Linked DNA regions of Mus musculus: region 2 is linked to region 1. A link is a contact called in public HiCAR-type data. All regions are on one chromosome and are shown on one strand. Each heading gives the region's core, a stretch centred on a gene start, on an enhancer-like site or on the middle of the called end of the contact. The rest is flanking DNA. Distances are from core to core; before and after follow the strand shown.

Region 1 (4,197 bases), core at 547-3,046:
TCATTTGTGGCATAAAATAATTTTTAGGCAAAAAAAAGGTAACTTTGTTACTACTCACATAGCCAAAGGGGGGAAAAATGCCAACATTTCTTTGTTACTGAGAAGAATTTAAGCCCAGGGAAGCAAAAGAGTCATACATTAATATTTTCTTTTTTTGCTTATTGAGTAAGTATAGAATTTGAAAGAGAAACTTCAAATGCCCCATATTCTCAGTCGTAAGATATATCATTCATTTACAACCCTCTTTTCATATTAATTATTGATTATACAGCCCCACCTGGCCTACAAAATATGAAGTTGGACCAAGTGGAGTGATTCTTGGGGTACACAGAATTTTTCTGGGGAAGATCATTAAAAATCAGATCTTGAGTAGTATCTGAAGTTTCTGCTTCTGAAGGGTAAGAAAGGCTAGGGGACCGTATTTCTGATAACTCTGACAAAGGTTAGAGAATTCTGCAGAATTCTGCCATGCTGGCCAGGAAGAATGAAGAACAAAGGCAACCCTGGGGGTTCTGACCATCAAACCTAGAGTCACAGGTTCTGGGAAAATTCTGGGAACGACGGCAGATCTAATTAATGAGTAAGTGTTTGTTGACTGTGAGTATCACAATGCAAAGCATTGCCGTCTAGTTCTGCTGGACCTGGGGGAGACTAGAGATTCTCTTCTTCTCCTGGCCTCAGTTTCCTCGAGTACAAAGCAAGCTTGCATCAATCCCAATCAGCTCTAAGGTCTGTTGTTCTGAGTTAAGGAAGAGGGGCATGGACTGTGTAATTTCATCGTTATACTTGCTTGAAAAAAAGAACTGTCCTTATCCTTCTGGGCGCGGCAGAGGAAGTACTGCCTAGGGAGACGCACACATCTGGGACTCTGGGGCCTGCCTTGCCGTATCAATGCTGAACACAGCAGACCCAGGTGTTATAGCAAATCGCCACTTTGTAGCCAGTTCCCACCTTCCTGGTTCAGCACTTTTGAGGAACTTCGCAAATACAATTAAGGTTGAATAAAGGAAGAGTCTCTCCCATGTAACGACCTTTCACGATTGCACCAGTGACGTCAAAACAATTTGAGACCAAGGAGAAGAGTCAAACTTTGACTCCCAAGCTGAAAACCTCAACTCTTGAACTCAGGCCCAAACTACAAATCCAGGAAGACGGACAAGAGGAACAAACATGTAGCAAAACAACCTTCAGGGAGCAACTGGACTCAGAGCTTAAAAGCTGACTTCAGCCAGGGTGCCCTGAGCTGTCAGCCCTGCTGCCGGACCCCACTGCATTTTGCAGCTTTTCTGTAGGAATCTTTATTTGTTCTGACATTCCTTTTAGCAACACTTGAGTTACCCCTGCACTGCAGACTCCAAGCAGTCCTGTTTAAAAAGCTATCTGCAAGTACCAAAATGACTAACCTCCCAAATGGGTGTTAATTGGGTCTTTGTTGATTCTGAACCCAAACATGATAAACTATAGCACTTCTTCTTCTTCTTTGTGTTTAACTATTGACATTTCATCCTCCGTGCCAGTCCAAAGTCCGGGGAGCTTCTTGCTTAGCTTGAGTTTTGTTTTGTTTTCCTTTCCTGACCCTTTCCAGCTTATGTTTGAGGCAAGGAGAGAGCAGGGAGCCAGAAGTACGCTCCTTTCTCTCACTTCAACTGACAGTAATTACAGGGTGTTGCACCCAGAGTAAACCAGGCTGTGCAGTGTCTTCAGGAAGAGAAGACTTAAGAAGGAAGCTCCTCTGTCACTCCCGAACTCTTCCTGCTCAGCACAAAATTGTTTCCATTAGCTAATAAACGCTCCTACCGCCTCTGGCCCCAAACCCAGTTAACTGTGGCCCAGTTTCCCTGGGTGTTGGCTGAGTGCTTACCTGGGGCTGAGAGCCAAGCAACAAATGACTGACACTAATTCTTTTCATTATCTTGGTTCTCATCTGCTGTTTCTGTCCTACAACCACATCACATCGCCTGTCCAGATTCTACAAGGTTCCCTGCCATGGAACAAGACTTTTCTGGCTGTAAGTGAATTTGCATGGCTTCAGAATGGGATAAGAATTCATGGAGTTATCCCAGATCCCATAACCCCACCATACAGAGACACACTGCCCCTGGGTTCCTGATCCTTGGACCCGCCACCACTACCACCGTTTAATAAAAATTGGTTTTGGGTTTGGAGGCAAAGAATTGTATTTATGGGCAAGATTTAGTGGATAGCCTCAGATCCTGCAACTTTCAACGTAGACCAGGCTGTCCTGAAACTCAGAGATCTGCCTGTTTCTGCTTTCTGAGTGCTAGAATTGAAAGCACATCTCACCCTGCCTGCAGTTTAGTGAAATTTCTAGTGTCCCTTTCAATTCTTATCCTTTACCTAGAGCCCTTTATAAAGGCAAATTTGAAGAAAGGATTTTGCTAATTGGTGGAGATTTTTTTCTTCAACTTTCTGAGATAGACATGGTATTAATTTAACAAGTACTCCTGTGACCTGCTGAGGCTTCATGGACTTCCTCATGGGCCTGACTGCCTGCAAAGTTGCCTCTGATAGGACCGGCCTGGAGCCTCTAGACCAAGGGTCAGTGGACAGGAAGTAAGGCTTATATCGCTCTCTGAACTGGAAGCAGAGAGCCTCAGCCTGGAAACCAACAGCTCAGACGTCACTGTATCATTGTAGTGATGCGGAGGTGCTTGCTGTGACTTCTGCCCAACAACTTGACATTTGCTTCTCAGCCCTCAGTGACACTCTTGTCACCAGGCCAAAGGCTTCATCAAAAGAATAAAGCAAAGATTCAACCCAGGCCATTTTTTTGTTATTAATAGTAATAATTATGGGCTTCCTACAACCAACCATTGAGCCAAAGCCATAAAACAAGCAGAAATTGGCCCAACCTTCCTAATGGCTCATCTCCCTAAAGATCATTTTAAGTATTCAGCATTAATCACTCGATAAATTCTCATGGGACCGTTTCTATGGGCGTGGAAATAAGCGGTGTGTTTGGTTTGTTGGGGATGACAAATGCATCGCATCCCTGCCCTCAAGGAATCTGCCAGGATAGATATGGGCATTTTAAAAAAGGGATGTTGCTAAGTGCTGTCAGGGAGGACCAAGAGGAGACAGGAAGCTGGTCAGCTTCCAGCTCTGAGGGGTGAGAAGAAATGGCTCTGTGGTCCCTTCTCTTTCTGGGTGTCTTGTGCTCTGTCTCTGCCCCTGGAACTCACTGAGTCCGCTCGTGTCGTGACCTCTTTATTGTCTCCATACCATTTGGAACTATGTGTTTTATGCAATGCCCCATTGGTCTACCGCCCATACTGTTTTTGCTATGAAAGGGGAAAGAGAGGGAGGAGAGACCCCTGAAGTCATGTAGAGTAGCATCCTCCCTTGGGCTTGAGTCGGAAATGTTCCCTACAGGTTTGCGGTTTGAATGCTTGGGCGTGCTTTCCTGAAGGCTAGGTCCCTTTAGGAGTCCTGGCTAGGAACACTGGGTAACTAAGGGCCAGGGTCTGAAGGCTGTCCTGTCCCTGGTTCTGACTTGTTTTCTCTGCCTCCTGATCTGCTACCATGTCAATGAGCCATGGCCAAATGCTCCTTCCAGCACAGACTGGATCCTGAGACACTAGGCTTTGGTTTTCCTACCACAAGTGCCTGGGACCCAACCTTCAATGTATTTTTCTGCTGATATGACAAAATACTGAGGAGAAGCTAGTTGGGGGTTGGGGGGAGACAGGGTTTATTCGACTTATCTCAGTCCATTCTCCAGGGAGGTCGGGGCAGGAGCTCAATCAAGGCAGACAGTAAAGCAGAGAGCATGGAGGGACACTGCTTACTTGTTTGCCTCCTGGCTTTCTCAGCTCTCTCATGCAGGTCCAACTGCCTAGGGATGGCACTGCCCAGAGTGGACTCAGCCTTCTCATATCAATCATTTGTCAAGAAAATGACCCACAGGTCAATCCAATGGAAGCAATTCTTCAATTGACATTTCGTCTTCCCAGGTGACTCTTGTCACATTGACAAAAACTACCCAGAACAGACCATCTGAAACCATGAACCAAAATAAGCCCGTTCTCTTCGTTCCTTCTGTCAAGTATTTCAGTGTCAGTGATGTGAAGAGTAATGAATATATTTAATATTAGGCCTCTCTAGCCACTTGAAATCTGATGATGGTCCCAGAAACTCAAAGCCTATGATTGTCTTCATTTCTTTACTGTAATCCCC
Region 2 (4,197 bases), core at 831-3,330, 340 kb before region 1:
GCAGAATAAAACGCTCTTTGCTTTTGCATACTAATTGAATCCAAGGTACCATTCTTCAGTGAATCATGGACCCTTACACTAGATCTCAAAGCCACAAAGCCTACAACCTCTGCTGCAGGGCTGGAAAAAGCATCAGGAAGTGAATGTGCTTACTGTGTTCTGCATTTTTTTTTAAATCATATTCAAGCCCTTAGTTGGTTCAGGGGTGTATGCCTACCCTTAGCGGCAGTGGATCAACTTTACTCAGCCTGTGACTCAAATGTTAATTTCTTCCAGGACTGCCTTGGGGACACCAGGAGATGTTTCCCTCATGACCTGGGTGTACTAGTCATGCTGACTCAAAAAAGTTCCCCTCACCACATTTCCAGAACTCATAGCAGGCACCAGAAAGGGACTTTGAAAGGGCAGTAGCCAGGGAGGCCAACAGCAGTGTAGGAGCTGAGTATACACTGCGGGATGTTGGAAAATATGTGTGTGAGAAGGAGGGCCATCTGTGGAAAGTCTGGGAAGAGATGGTGGCTAGCCCTTCAGGCCTATCCAACATGCTGTCCAGCATCCTCTGACATCTCCTTGAGATTATTCTCACTCACCACAGTCACAGTGGCCTTTGCCTTCACTGCTGCACCCTCTGTCCTAGTGACAGTCCCCCTTCCTTCTTCCAGGTCCTTACCAGAATGCTGCCTTTTCAGTATAACCTGATCTGTGTATTCATTGCTCGCTGCTCTCCCTAACTGCCTTCCCACCTAGTAACTTCTATAGCATTTATCACTGTTTGTCATAGTCCATACTTTTATCTACTGTTATCTCATTGTCTGCTTCTAACGCCCAGAGCTAGTTCTGCCCACCACCACTGCAGCCCCTTGATCCCTGAATGCCTGGAGGCACAGAGTAATCTTCGATGGGTCTATAAGGAATGGACGGATGTAGGACCCTCTGGTATAGGACTGGAAATCACCATGAGCCTTCCCTGCAAGTGTTTTCAACTCAGCATACTCACGGATTTTTTCCATGGCAACTGAGCCCTGATTATCCTAAAAACCAACTGGAAAATATCATCTGCTTTACCAACAGTTGCTACCCTTCCAAGCCTACTAGGTGGGATCTAGTCTATAAATCACCAAATCTATTTATTTGTAGAATTTCTCCTGAAATCTCACACCACTCACATCTCCCAGCCCAATTAAAGTCCCTAGTTCTCAATGATTCGGAATGTGCTCTTCCCATTGTATGAAGGCAATTTGGCCAAAAGTATGTCTTTGTGGGCCAATGTAAAAATGATCACCCTTCTAAAGGGAATTTTACAACTTGGGTGATGCAGCTCAAGGGCCTTGGCCTCCGTGGTCCTGTGTAGACAGGGCCTTGATTTTATGGTGAATGCTTTTCCTTGAGGCAGTGAATATTTCACAGACTTCCCTAACTAACACAGATAGGGATCTGTGTGGGTCTCATAACACGAACACTATCTGCCTACAGGACCAGAGAAGCCACGGTGTGGGCAGAGAGGAAGTAGTGGCTCAACTCTGGGCAGGGAACTAGCCACAGTATATGCTTCCAGGAGCAGAGTGGAGGTGTGATGGATAGCATTTCGATCAACCTCTCTACTGGGAAACAGGAGGCTTCCCTAAGTCCCTGGACTGAGAAAATTGAGGAAATGAAAAGAAAGAAAGAAAAAGCATTTTATTAGAGACTGAGGATTTATCATTTATTTGCTTGTTTGTTTGCTTGTTTGTTTATAAACAAGGACTCCTTTAGCCCAGGCTGGCCTTGAAATTTGGAGTCTCTTGCCTCTATCTCCTTTCAAGAGCTAGGCTTCTGAGCCTACACCACTATACCCAATTTTATGAAGGACCTAAGATACTAAGCAAGTACTTTACCCACCGAGCCGGGTCCCTGCTCTCCTCCCAGGGCATGGTCCTACCCTGTCCTTGACCATTTAAGCTCCTCGGGTCAGGAGCTTCGATCTCTTCCCTACAGGACAGATCAAATCTAGAACAAAAGACTGTGTCTTCAGGAATTGCCTAGCTCTGTGAGAAGTCTCCACTCCCAGGAGTATTTCCAAAGATAGTACAGAGCTTTCCAAGGGATTTATGGAAACCAGCCTAGTGGCCCAAGGTTTTCGACAAAAACGCTCATCCCCGGGAGGCAAGAAAACTCAGCTGGGTTCACAGAACTTTTCAATTTCATCTGCTTGGCAAAGGCAAAGTTAAAGATCTCTTAAGGGGGCCGGGGCAGCCAAGGGGAGCTGCTGGCCTCTGTTTTTCTTTCTGGGCCCTGCCAAGAATGACATCACCTAGTTGGATTATTAGCAGGCCCTATCAGCAAACAATCCCATCCGTCACATCAAAGCAGCCCACATATGTGCTCGCTGGTCAGGGAGGCAGTTTCCATCAGCTTTGGGCCATCTTTAAATAAACCTGAGGTGGCCTCTTGAGCTTCGAGGGCACCCATTGGCCTTATATTTTAACGTGGAGGAAAAATGCTTGGGTATGGGTGGAGGTAGGGGTGGGGTCAACACCATGAGAATGAAACCTGTTAATTGTGGAGATTTGACACACCACAAACTCGTCCTTGGATTTTAAAAGCTAATATTTACAGAAAGCACTAGAAATGGAATGCCCAGAGGCAAGGTGAGATGTAGACAGGAAGACACAGTTAGACAGGATTTATTAGGAGTGGGAGGGAGGTCTGACCCTAGGAGACTATAGGAAAGAGGGGAAGAGAAGAGGAGCTAGGAGACTCAGTCCAGGGTGACCCGGACTGCCCTGTCTTGGAGGGAAGGTTTGGAAGGCTGTCTTGGAATCTTCGGGGCAAAACCCAGCCCTCACAGAAGTCTCCCATTTTTCAGGCCGGCTCGGTCATGCTCAGGCTGTGACAGCCCATGGGAAGCACACCCCTGATGAAATCATGCAACAGGTTTCACAGCATGGGAGCTTCAGCCCTATGACTCCCAGAGTAGAAAGTCTGATAGCTGCCGAAAACCTCAAAATACCTGCAACTGAGCCTTATAGAGCAGAGGTTATGTAGAATATAAGATCTCAAGGAATTAAACCATGTGCTCTTACATTCCAACCAGGCTCTTCCCAAATGAGGCTCTGCCTCTTGACACGTGACCTTTGCCACTGAATACTGATGGGAGTGATTTCAGAGGATTGTGAGAATCAAGTAAACCAATGAAGGGAAGGCGTAGAACAATGTCAAGTTCACGCTAGAAATTAACCATAAAACTTAGCTTTTATGGGATCGACTTTAGATGTAATCTGCCGTGAGTTGAATTGAGCCTCGTCAGAAAGCCACACCTTCCTAACTCTCATTCAGCACCTGGATGTGCTGGCGCGTGCGGATAGGGGCTTCACCAACACCGTCGAACTGAAACACAGTGATTAAAAGAAAATCTAGACACAGAGACAGATACCTTTACAGGAAAGAGGATGTGAAGGAAAACAGGAAAACAGGGAGGGAGGGAGCCAGGGAAGGAGACCGGGAACAGATCCTTCCCTCACGAGAAGCAAGCCTGCTTGTGTAAGTATCTTGGCAAGAATTAAGGTCCTCTAAGGAGACAGGCTTGTGTCCCACCTGTTGGATATCAGACTATTGAAGCAATGGTCTCCAAGGAATTGAATCTCCCCCAGGAATCGAATGTTGAAAGAAGGTAAAGGCTAAAACCTGGTGCTAGAGGGAGAACCTGTCTCCCAGGGGAAAAAAAAAAGGTCATGAAGTTTGGACAACTTGAACTTGTCAGAACACCTTGCAGGAGAGCCTAGAGCAGAGGCAATGGTGACCGGTGCTGAGCAGGACCACACCTTGGCTAGGACTGTTCAGTTCTGCATACTTTCTTCCCTCTTTAAATCTAAACCTCGTGTTAGAACCCAGAACATGAGCTTGGAGCTCACTAGACCCCTTTATTTGTTCTTCTTCCAAGTGTGGCTGCGTTTACTCAATCTCCTTTCTCTGCTTTTCAGTGTTGTTTGCTAAATTGATGTATTGAGAATGGGTGGCCAAGCTTAGCTTGTAAAGCCAATCATAACCCAGGCTTAGACTCTAATAGCTCTGAAGACATTGATACCTTGATCTTGGGCTTCTGGAATTCAAGACAGTAGATTTCTGTTGTCTATGCCACCCAGTTGTGTCAGTTATAGCAGCCTCAGCACACAAGTACGGTGCCTTCTTTTCATTATTTTGTCGTACCTAGGCAAGACT

What was found. HiCAR-type assays count read pairs that join an accessible place to other places.
Region 2: a contact with region 1 is called in a HiCAR-type map of fibro-adipogenic progenitors, with 6 times the contacts expected there. The contact joins two enhancer-like sites. A contact is called at or near these places in 4 of 115 datasets of contacts at active chromatin or transcription factors (the NIH/3T3 cell line, embryonic stem cells, extraembryonic endoderm stem cells and 1 more).

The regions. Positions count from the first base shown.
Region 1 is chr13:97,339,055-97,343,251 of GRCm38.p6, reverse strand. No RefSeq gene overlaps it. Among named protein-coding and RNA genes, the nearest start is that of Gm33447, 35 kb to the left of the region's middle. Within about 2 kb of position 1,796, at least 24 of the 459 cell types and tissues checked have an H3K27ac peak or open chromatin away from gene starts, as enhancers often do. A contact at or near this core is called in fibro-adipogenic progenitors, where this site is marked.
Region 2 is chr13:97,674,819-97,679,015 of GRCm38.p6, reverse strand. No RefSeq gene overlaps it. Among named protein-coding and RNA genes, the nearest start is that of Gm34087, 54 kb to the right of the region's middle. Within about 2 kb of position 2,080, at least 17 of the 459 cell types and tissues checked have an H3K27ac peak or open chromatin away from gene starts, as enhancers often do. A contact at or near this core is called in fibro-adipogenic progenitors, where this site is marked.